Linked DNA regions of Mus musculus: regions 1 and 2 are each linked to region 3. A link is a contact called in public Hi-C and HiChIP or PLAC-seq data. All regions are on one chromosome and are shown on one strand. Each heading gives the region's core, a stretch centred on a gene start, on an enhancer-like site or on the middle of the called end of the contact. The rest is flanking DNA. Distances are from core to core; before and after follow the strand shown. Region 1 overlaps Wwox (WW domain-containing oxidoreductase). Region 2 has its middle 23 kb from the start of Gm51552. Region 3 overlaps Wwox (WW domain-containing oxidoreductase).

The links. Hi-C and Micro-C count contacts between places; a contact is called where the count stands out from the background. HiChIP or PLAC-seq counts read pairs in DNA pulled down with a chosen protein or histone mark.
Region 1: a contact with region 3 is called in a Hi-C map of nephron progenitors, with 6 times the contacts expected there. The contact joins two enhancer-like sites. A contact is called at or near these places in 2 of 39 promoter capture datasets (the 3T3-L1 cell line and the C10 cell line), 3 of 484 Hi-C or Micro-C datasets (cerebellum, cortical neurons and nephron progenitors), 8 of 115 datasets of contacts at active chromatin or transcription factors (astrocytes, craniofacial prominence, embryonic basal ganglia and 5 more) and 1 of 9 other capture datasets (embryonic stem cells).
Region 2: an H3K4me3 HiChIP or PLAC-seq map of bone marrow-derived macrophages shows a contact between it and region 3, with 8 times the contacts expected there. The contact joins two enhancer-like sites. A contact is called at or near these places in 1 of 484 Hi-C or Micro-C datasets (bone marrow-derived macrophages) and 2 of 115 datasets of contacts at active chromatin or transcription factors (bone marrow-derived macrophages and craniofacial prominence).

The regions. Positions count from the first base shown.
Region 1 is chr8:114,456,325-114,459,751 of GRCm38.p6, reverse strand. The region is part of intron 4 of Wwox (WW domain-containing oxidoreductase); the gene reads right to left. Among named protein-coding and RNA genes, the nearest start is that of Wwox, 18 kb to the right of the region's middle. Within about 2 kb of position 1,426, at least 14 of the 459 cell types and tissues checked have an H3K27ac peak or open chromatin away from gene starts, as enhancers often do. A contact at or near this core is called in nephron progenitors, where this site is marked.
Region 2 is chr8:115,741,155-115,744,533 of GRCm38.p6, reverse strand. No RefSeq gene overlaps it. Among named protein-coding and RNA genes, the nearest start is that of Gm51552, 23 kb to the right of the region's middle. Within about 2 kb of position 1,718, at least 44 of the 459 cell types and tissues checked have an H3K27ac peak or open chromatin away from gene starts, as enhancers often do. A contact at or near this core is called in bone marrow-derived macrophages, where this site is marked.
Region 3 is chr8:115,157,768-115,161,370 of GRCm38.p6, reverse strand. The region is part of intron 8 of Wwox (WW domain-containing oxidoreductase); the gene reads right to left. Among named protein-coding and RNA genes, the nearest start is that of Gm39257, 200 kb to the right of the region's middle. Within about 2 kb of position 1,275, at least 143 of the 459 cell types and tissues checked have an H3K27ac peak or open chromatin away from gene starts, as enhancers often do. A contact at or near this core is called in bone marrow-derived macrophages and nephron progenitors, where this site is marked.

The DNA of each region.
Region 1 (3,427 bases), core at 177-2,676, 700 kb after region 3:
GAAACTGCTCCCAAAACTCAGACATAGCTTTTCTAGACAAAATTTCCCAGTCCAGAGATTCATTGAGGAAAGAAATAGAGAGGGACAGAAGTTCTCCAAGTTATCACAATCCAGATGTGAAACGACCCCCACAGACAGGTGGCTGAACACCTGGCTCCCAGCTGGTGATTCTGTTTTGAGAGGTTACAGAGCCCTTTGGACATAGGATCTTGCTGACAGAAGACAGGTCAGCCCTGAGGGGCAGGCCTTGAGGACCAGAATCCGACTGCACTTCCAGCAGGTCAGTTTCCTGATCCATCGAGATGTAAACAAGGCATACGGCAAGCTCTTCAGTCCCCGAGCCTTCCCCACTATGGTGAACTGTACCTTCTAGAACCCTGAGCCTAGAATCACTTCTACCAGGATTTGTTGCCAGGACAAGAAGTGTACCTGATAATCTGATGCTAAGGTTCTGGGACAACGCATTAATACATTATTGTCCAGGTACAGTAATGTCCCTCCTCGGAGGATGTTGACATCCTGATCTCTAGGATTGTCACCTGACACAGCAAAGTGGATTTTGGCAATGGGGTCAAATGAAGGGTCTTAAAATGGAGGAAGGATGGTCTTGGATTATGGAGGGAGAGGAGAAATACTGGATATAATCACAATAGCTGATAGATGGAGGCACTGAATAGCTAGACCACTCTGGGAGAAAAGGTAGCTGGAGCAATGTACTGGAAAGTTAGAGGGTGGAGGATAGGGCTATGAACCAAGGGACACAGGCAGCCGCTAGGAGCTTTAGGAAAGAGAAGGAAATGGGTACCCCAACCCCCACCCCAAAGCCTCCAGAAGGACCAGCCCTGCTAGCACCTTGACTTTAGCCCAGTGAGACGAACTTAACTTCTGACCTCTGTTATCTGAGGTGCAGAAACCTAGTTTGTTTTAAGCCAGTGGGTACATGATACTCTTTCACTGCAGTGACAGGAAATGAATACTAAATAAATAGGGAAGGACCATGCGACAGATATGGCGTATACGTGTACAGTCTGGTTAGTCGGTCTCAGAGTGCCTGGCGATGACGCACAAGTGTTAACTGGCTCCATCCCTGACCGAGAGAAAAATACAAAGGAAGGACAAGAGGCAGGGGACGCTGGCCAAGCAGCAATTACACTTGGTGAAAAAGGAGTCTCGTGCACGTAGACATCAGCTCTGCAGGCAGAAAAGATGGTGTCTCTTGCCAAAAATCTGACTTGGCTCCTGGCTGAGACGTCTCTTGGAATGGATGTGTTACAGCGCTCCCCGATGTACCCGATACTCAGTTTGGTAACCGTACATGAACTCGGAAGGGAAATGTCTTCACTAACAGATAAAGCTGTAATGGCATGGGGTTTGTTTGGTCCTGTTTTGTTTCTTTCTTTGAATACACTGATGATCTCTCGGCCGAGACGAGCTTCTTAAACCCAGCTGCCGAGCTGAGAGAGTACAGCTGGTTACTCTACATCACGGCCGGCCACACATAAGAGAGCGCAATGCAGTTAGAGGACAAGATGGGGGGGGGGGCTTGCGGGGGAGGGGGAATGCAAAAGTTTGGGAGGGTCATCCTTGAGGACACGAGTGGCTAACAGTGAGAGGCCCTTTTGTTTGTTTTTGTTCTCTTCCCATTTTTAAGTGTGTATGTATGGTGCACAAGTATATGTGTATATTTGCATAAATGTGGGCACATGTGTGTGTGTGAGAGAGAGAGAGAGAGAGTGTGTGTGTGTGTGTAGGTCCTTGGTCACTATCAGGAAACACCCCCATCGATCTACCATACTCACTGAGGCAGGGACTCTCAGTCAAACCCAGAGCTTGCTGATACACCTAGTCTCACTCTCTCAGGCCGAAAGGGCTAGTGGGCCGCTGAGCCCACTGGCATTATGTGGCCACCAAACCAGCTGTACATCACATAGTCTAGTCCCTCAACATCTGGCTCCCTTTCTGAACACTGGGGCCTAGGCCTGAAGCAACCTCAGCAGCCCTAGTGAAAAAGCTATCAAGAGTGGCCTAGAATGTTCCATCTACGGAAGGAATGAAAACACTCTCCCTTCTCTTCTAACCTTCAGGGCTCTTTCCTACAGCTGAGAGGTTATTTTCCTCCACACACAGCCGTAAGCACCCTGATCCTAAGGGACTCTGCCTTATCATGCTTCCATCCATTAATTGGTCCATGCACAACAGACACAGAGCTGGGAATGGTAGCATGTGCTTAGGTCTCTGCACTCAAAGTCAGCCGAGCCTACGCAACCCCATGTGTAACAGGCCAATGTGGGGGTCACTGAGACGGCTCAGGAAGTGAGAGCGCTCACCATTGTGCCTGATGACCACAGCTGGATCCCAGAGACCCATACAGTAGAAAGAGAAGAGACTGTTAAAGTTATCCTTACACACACACACATACACACACACAGACACACACACACACACACACACACACACTCACACACACACACACACACACACACACTCTCTCACACACACACACACACACACACACACACACACACACACATACACTCTCTCTCACACACACACACAAATAAATGTAACTTCGAAATGTTTTAAGAGACAGAGAGTCTCTACATTTTACAAATGAAGAGCCTTATATTTAAAATACTAAAGTGGCCTGCCCTAGGTCACTGAACAAGTTAACTGTCATTCCACTAGTTTTCTTCCTTCTATGTCCCAAGAGCCTCCAGTCAAGGTGCTGACCCTCTGGGTGCTGATAAAATCACACGCCAGCATTGACTCATTCTCGCGTATTCCAGAGGAGAGGGGCTGCAAACCTGGACACTTAGTCTTAATACAGCAGACAGCCCTGCAAACCAGGAGTTTCATGAGCGAGGGTCCTAATGAAACAACTGTGATCTGAGTCATACAAGGGCTAACGGTTCAAGTCCCTCCAGTCCCTGTCTGTGATATCTTTTTCTGCTCCCAGGCTACAGAAACAATAACCAGACAGCCTCATTGGATTTGGTTTTTGTTTTTTGTTTTGTTTTGTTTTGGGGGGAGGGGTGTTGTTTGGTTTGTTTTGGCTACATGATGGTACTATCTGACTTCTAACCAAAAGGTGGGAAAAAAATCTTTCCAAACTAAAGACCAGTCAATGCCTACCAGTTATTCAAAGCGATCAAAAAGATGATCCCGGGGCCAATGCAGAGCTCCGGTGCCATCCTCGGGAGGACCTGTAAAGCACAAAGCTAGGGAACACCAACTTAGTATAAGGACTCATTCCGGGCCCGAGCATCCGCTGCAGAAATGGCTGCAGGGCGAGTGTCTGCAAGGGACCCACATCTCCATCCTGAACAACTGCGCAGAGACGGAGAACTACCTGCCTGGCCCATGAGCTGGAGGAAGTCACCTGGCCCGAGTCACTCAGGTAGGAAGAGGGGAGCAGTTTGAAAACTAG
Region 2 (3,379 bases), core at 469-2,968, 580 kb before region 3:
GCAAAAGGAAATAGGTCCTGTGGATGAGCCCAACTGCCAATTCTGGAACATTCTCTTTTAGAGATGATTGTTAACCATGTCAAAGACTGGAGGCCTGTCAACAACTTTAGTTTCATTTAATTTTGTGGGGTGTGTGTGTGTGTGTGTGTGTGTGTGTGTGTTGGGGCATGTTCTTGCATTTGGAAGCCAGAGGTCAATGTTGAATATTACTCAGTCATCTTTTGAGACAGGTTCCCACACTCATTCTGTAGCTTGCTGTTCCCCTAGACCAGTTGGCTAGGAAACCCAAAACCCTCTGGTCTCTGCCTCCCAGCACTGGAATTTTGGGAAATCCTCAAAGAACTAGACTTGTTTGTGGGCTTTTTTTTTTCTTTTAACATGGGTGCTGCTCAAACCCGGGCCCTTAGGCTTGTACAACCTGAACTCACTAAGGCAGCTCAGCAGCCTTTGTCTAGTGTCTTTTCTCTCTCCTTTCCCTGGACTCAACCTATTCCCTTCTCTCCCCTTCGACACTTCACTCTTGGAAGCAGAGCAAGGCAGACATGGTGCTGTAGCTTGACAGCATCCTCAGGAATTTTTGAGAAGTTGTGAGGTCCTAGAACTCTGCCCCCAGGGGTGGCATAAATGCCCTTCCTTTGGGGCTGGTGCAGATCTCACCCAGTGAGTTCCACCTATCTTGGCACAAAGATGAGTGACCACAAGAGAAGCTCGTCCTACAGCAGGTTTGTCCCAGTGATCCATTTCTTCCACACCCACTTACCTTCCTGACATTTCAGCACACAGCAGCACATCCCATCCCAGTCCAACGGCTGAACTGTGTAGGCCTGTCTTTAGAGCCCAGTCACCTAAATCAATTTAAAAAAAAAAAAAAACAGGAACAGATACCATGGTGGTGTGCATGAGATCACATTGCTGGGAAAATGGAAAGAGGAGGAACCCTGGGGCTTACTATCATGCAGAATGACTGAGGTCCAGGCTCAGTAAGAAACCAGGGTCAAATGATAATGTGAAGAGCAGCCAAGGAAGACAATGTCAACCCCTGATCTCCATATGTACCTGTCCATATGAACACACACACACACACATACACACACACACACACACACACACACACACACCAAAGCAAGGGGAAAAAAAGGAAGAAGGAAAAACAAGGACAGGAGGCTGTGGAGCTACAGAGGGGAGACCAGAAGTAGCTTTCATTTATCAAAAGACTAATATGTACCAAAGACTTTCTAATCCCTCCTGCAGACACTCTGGGTCCCGGCTGAGCTCCACAGTCACCTTCTTCTGACTGACAAAAATTCTGTAGGTCCATCTACTGTGTTTGATGTAGACTCTAAGGCTGGTGAATAACACAGAGAAAAGCATGACACCCCTCCCTGCTATTTCCCAGATCCACTTTGAGATCTCTTCCCTACCCAACGTGGAATCTAGCATGGGGAAGCCACCTCCTCTGGCTCCGCTTATCTCCTGGTAGCTTCTGAAGGTTTCAGCAGATCGGGGCCAGGTGTGATACACAGTTGGGCTGACTGCGTGTCAGCTTCAAAGTGTCTGGGATCCAATCCCCACAGGCCTCAGAAGGTAGCAGTTGGTCTGGGGATGTTGAAAACCGTACCTTTCCACTCTCTAATTTGCATGGGTATCTACTGAAAGTTGCTATGGTGATCCATTTCACCATAAGTTTCCGCTGAATCATCCTTACAGGGAGACCAAAGCCCAAGTATGGTTAGAGGACTCAAAGTCCCACAGAGAGAGGAGGCAGCTCCAGTGTTCGCTTATGACTCACTCATGGCGATGTGTGGGCCCAGCTGGGAGGAAGAGGAAATCTCTGTGGCAGATGTCACTCTCAGCTGGAGAATTTTAACCCAACAAGGCACACTGATATGGCCTCAGGAGAACCCAAAGACCCAAGAAGGAAGCATACAAGCTCCTTCCGGGAAGTGTTCTGATCACCAGGCCTTCCCAGCTATCAAGCTCCTAAGTGAACGTCACAGTTCAGAGAGCCAAAGACGAGTCTGTGATCAGCGCCTGTGTTCAGCATCTTACTCGGTATCTGAACAAGGATGCAAAGGGAACAGTAAAGATTCCTAAGTGACAAGGAAGAAGCCAATAGAAGAGTTGCTGTCCAAGTGGCCACAGAGGCAGGGCTCTACTTAAGAGAGGACTTGAGTACAAGGCAGTGACTGTTGCAGTGCTGGCTAGAGGTTGTGATACCTCTTAACCTTAGCACTGACTTCCTTAGACCAAGAACTGGAAAATATGGTGAGAGGAAGAGGGAGAAACCGCACCGTGGCACCCAGCACAGAGCCTGATATGTGCCATAGCCTCTGTTACTCTAGACTTCTTTTTCTCTCCTCAACAAACTGCTAACAGCTGCTCGTCTTGGCTGTGAATCGCACGTTAAAGCTGAAGGCCAAGTTGTTCATTTGTGCCACTAAAGATTTAAAACGAGTGGTTAGATGAGTCTTTTAAAGCCAACTTTATATTGGGCCTCTGTATATATCTTCACTTGGTATGCCATAGTGAGCATGTATACACTTATCTTTGTAAACACAACCACCTATGCACACCAAGTAGCCTAGCTGGGTCTTTGTTTGCCTCTTGGAGCTCTTTAGGGGATGTCACTGGGTTTGGGGTTGAAGATGAGTCGCTTGAAACAAAAATGGGAGTCTCCAAAGGGAATAAAGTCAGGGAATACTATTAAGGTATTGTTAACAAAGAGACGTTGCTTTCCAAATTAATAATGATCTTTAAAAACTGCATAGCAATATTCCCAAGAGTGCAGAGAGATGTAATTTTCTAGAAACTTCTTTGTATAGGAAAGCCTTAAAATATTTGCAACTTTTACCTAGAAATACAGGGGATTTTTTTTGTAGTGCTAACGCCCCCCCCCCACCCACCCAAAGGCTCATTCTGGGCTCTGTGTGTGCTTGACATTGTACCAATGCATTGTGATCTCTAGTTTTGATATATGCTATAGAGAAACTATCAGATCTCCAGCAATTATATTCAATGACACAATGACACACACACACACGTATATATCAAAACAACAGGCTTTTTTTTTTTGAAAATCTGAAGGGAAATTTACTGTTTTCAAATAAACAAAATAAGTGAATTACTTTAAAAACACACAGTTAAATTCTATATAATCAATGAACATATGCTGCCAGAACATTGAATAGCCCAAGGAATGTTTACATATTCAGAAGAAAAAGCAGGAAATATAAAAGTCTATTAGGCCTGATATAAATTATTATGGTATTAATTATATTCTGCATAGATTGTATAATGTGTATAATTTTATACAAAAACCCAACTAGGCTGCTATAGCTATTGAAAAATGTTTGAGGATGTAAGACTAACATAGACTTCT
Region 3 (3,603 bases), core at 26-2,525:
CAAAGTCTCAAGACTTCTGTGAGCGAAAGGCAGTTTGGAGTGAACGCTATGTTACAGTTGAGGTAGTAGGTACTGTTCAAACAGCTCTTGCTTTGAAGGCGTGGTCCCAAAATAATACTCAGAGGTGGAGCTTCGGAAAATAATTGGATCATTAACGGCTCTGGCTGGCTTAATCATCAGGCTAATTCACTGATCGATTCATACTTTGACAACTTTATGGGGAAGCAAAAGAGACTAGAAGATTAGACCTACTTGGGCTAGGCAGATACTAGGGAGCATGGCTTTGAAGGTCACACCCTGACTCTGACCCCTGTCCCAGCGCCATCCCCCGTCTTGCTGCTTCCTGACCTCCATGAAGTGAGCAGCCCTGACCCTGAGGTGGCAGCTAGAAGCTAGCTGAGTCACCCTGGGTTAGCACTGGGACCCGGTCAAACAAAATCAGGGTCCTTATCTCTTAGAAGGATCTGCTATGGGGACAAAGAGGATGCAGACCACAGACACCCAGATGGCTTACAAAATGCAGCTACAAGTTCTTCAATAGTCTTCCCACCAGGAAGTAGAGCCTTATGTCCCCCTGCATTGAATCCCAGTGTGCCAGGGATGGTAAACTCACTATAAGGTCTCCTCATATGGTGAGAGGAAGTGGCTTCCTGTGATGTCCAAGGTCAGTCGGAGAAGACCTTGCCATGGCAGCTATGAGGTGTACGCCCTACAAGATCCAACCTCTCTAAGACCACCACGCTAAAGAAGCCAGAGGCGGAGCCCCCCACTTAGCCACTCATGCAGTAAGAAAGGTAATTATGGGCTAGCCCACCCACCAATCACCCCGTGACCTTTGCCCCATAGCCAACAGATTGAGAGACAAAGCAATCCCTACCCCCCCCCCCAAAAAATTGAGCCAGAAAATGATGGGATTTAATAAAAACAAAAACAAAAAAATGCATTGGTTGTTGTCTACTAGTAGCACGTGGGGCGCTTTGTAACTCGGGAACAGATAAATGACAGGGGCCAGACTCCAGGGATGTCGAGATAAAATGAAACCATATACACTACATTCCCAGTACACAGCGGGCTCTCGGCAGCGGCGGATGTCAGATCACGTCCCATTCCTGGTGACAATAGACTTGATTGCCTTTCAGTTTCACTGCCTATTTTTATACTGTGCGACGCTAAATCGTAAATTACAAGCAGCTTAGCAGCCTCTGATTCCTACCCAGCACTCTGGGTTTTATTGGGCTCTCAAAGTTAGAGAAAGGCGCACATGGAAATTGGAGCGGCTCCTCTGCTCTCCTCTAGGGGCTCTGGAAGGAGGTTCTTCAGCCGGAAACTCCTAGCTTCTGACCGTGCTTCGTGCCCCCCCACCCCCACCCCTCAACTTCCACTCCCCGGTGGCAGGCACACCACGGTGAACAGGGGGCTTTCTGCCGGGAAGTTTGCAAGCGTTTTTTCTGAGCAGTATTGGTTTTCTTTTTTCTAGCCGGCGTAGATTTGTGAGCTGCAATGTGTTCCTGCAGGAAGGAGGCAAGCAGCCTCCCTTGGCAAGTCTCACCATGAAGTTATTTCTCGGATCCGCATCTAGAATTGGTTGTATAACTTGGTGATTGCCAGAAAGCATTTGGGAGCCAGATGGGTCTTGGCATGAACCCTGGCTCTTTTCCTTCCAGATGGAGAGAACTTGGGGGCAGATTTTTGTTAAAAAAAAAAAAACAAAACAAAACAAAAGGAAAAAAACCTCAGTTTACACTTTTGAGAAATGGGACTAATCATAGTGCCCTCTGGTAGTGCATTTGGGAAGCCTCAACTAGGTAAATACTCGAGGCCCTGCTCGAAGTCGGAGCTCACAGTCATTTTTCTGCTAACAGGAATCCTCATCGCTGGAGGCTACCCCGGCGAAAGTTGTTGGACTTGGCTCAGAAAAGCATAAGACGCCTGTGAGATTAGAAATTCGGATACAGAACGAACAGCATGCTGGTGTATACTAGACACTCCGGAAGCCCGGTGGCCTGCTACCGAACGCATTTGCTGCTACTTCTCGTAAAGCACGCCCCCCCCCGTTTTCCTGAGACCCCCCCTCTGCGGGATAGATGATGGCCATTGGTATTTACAATGAAGAGCAATCATTCAGCGTCTGGATGGAGGGCTCACCCAAGAGCTGCTAAACAGAAAGCTCTCATCTCTGTTTTCTCATCTTTAATACAAACTCCCATCCTCCATCTCCCTTCCTCCAGCCTCCAGCCTAATTCTGAACACCCCCACCCCCACCCCCACCCCCGGTAATGAACATTAGCTGGGAGGATGCTCTGGAAAAGCCGAGCTGGAAAAAGTTTCTCTGGAGCCCCACTGCCGCAGTCATTACATAACCAGCTCCCTCCAGCAGCAGCCTGAGGTTCGCTGTGGAGATGCTTCCATTTGTAGCCTCTCCAAGTTCCTCTGGTGCAGCGGCCCCCTCCTTCCAAGTCCCTTCCCCTCCTCTCTCTTCATGCCTGAGGTCTGGCTCCACTGGAAGCCACCCCCCCCACACACACACACACGCCACTCGCTCATTTTTTTCCACATAATATACTGCAGTTTATTACATAAGTGATTTATTGCATGCGTCTTAATGTATAAGGGGCAAAAAGTTGTTTAAAATAAATCCAACTGAGAGGATAATCTCTGTGGGCAAAATGTACTTGGACTTAATTTCTCTACTGGGTATTATACACTATATAATTGCCTTAAACAGAAGCTGCACACACAAATTTAGCTTGGCACCGATATCTGGCTACACGGAACACTCAAGTTACACGCTGGGTTTTTCTACAAATCCTTTGCTCCCCCGGAAGAAAACTCAACAGCATCCCTTAAAGAAATATTCAGCCTGACTCTCCCGCTGAGATTGGGAGGGGGAGGGTAGAAGAGCAGCCCATTGTATCCTGGATGGAAGGGGTGGGAGGCCTTTGTCTTGAGAGAGAGGGCAAGGCTGCCAGCTTGTCACTGGGCAGATCTGGTTCCTGGAATTCTGTAGCCCCCTCACTGGCCCTGGACATGGGATATGCACTTAATTAAAGTTGATGGTGGCTTGCCCTTCTTTCTCCTACAGATTAATTAATTAATGTATTCATTGACTCCCTCATGCATTTATTCATTCTACAAATACTCTCTGAGCTGCTCTTGAGCCCTTGGGCGGTGGTGGGTCCTGGGAATAGGAGAGTGAGCCACACACTGTTCCTGCCCACACCTAATGAGGAGACAGGCCGTACGTAATTAAGCTGTCCTACCACACACCTTAAGTGTGACAGGACAGGCTGTTGCGAGAAGAATGGGTACGTGGTGCTCTGAGGGCCTGTAGAAGACAGAGAAAAGTTTCAAGGGAATGGCTTGAGCGGGTGTTAGTTAGCCTTTGCTGCCGTAAGGAATACACCCAAATTTAGATGCTCAAGGCAACTCTGCTCTTTATGATCGAAGTGGTCAGGAGTCCAAATGTATCCTTAAATCCATGTATCTGGGAATCAGGCTCCTGATAGAAGGCATAGGAGAGAATCTGGTTCACGGCCTCTTTTGGCTTCTAGAAGTTACTGGCCTTTCTTAGCACATGCCCCTCCCTCCATCTGCAGAGCTGAT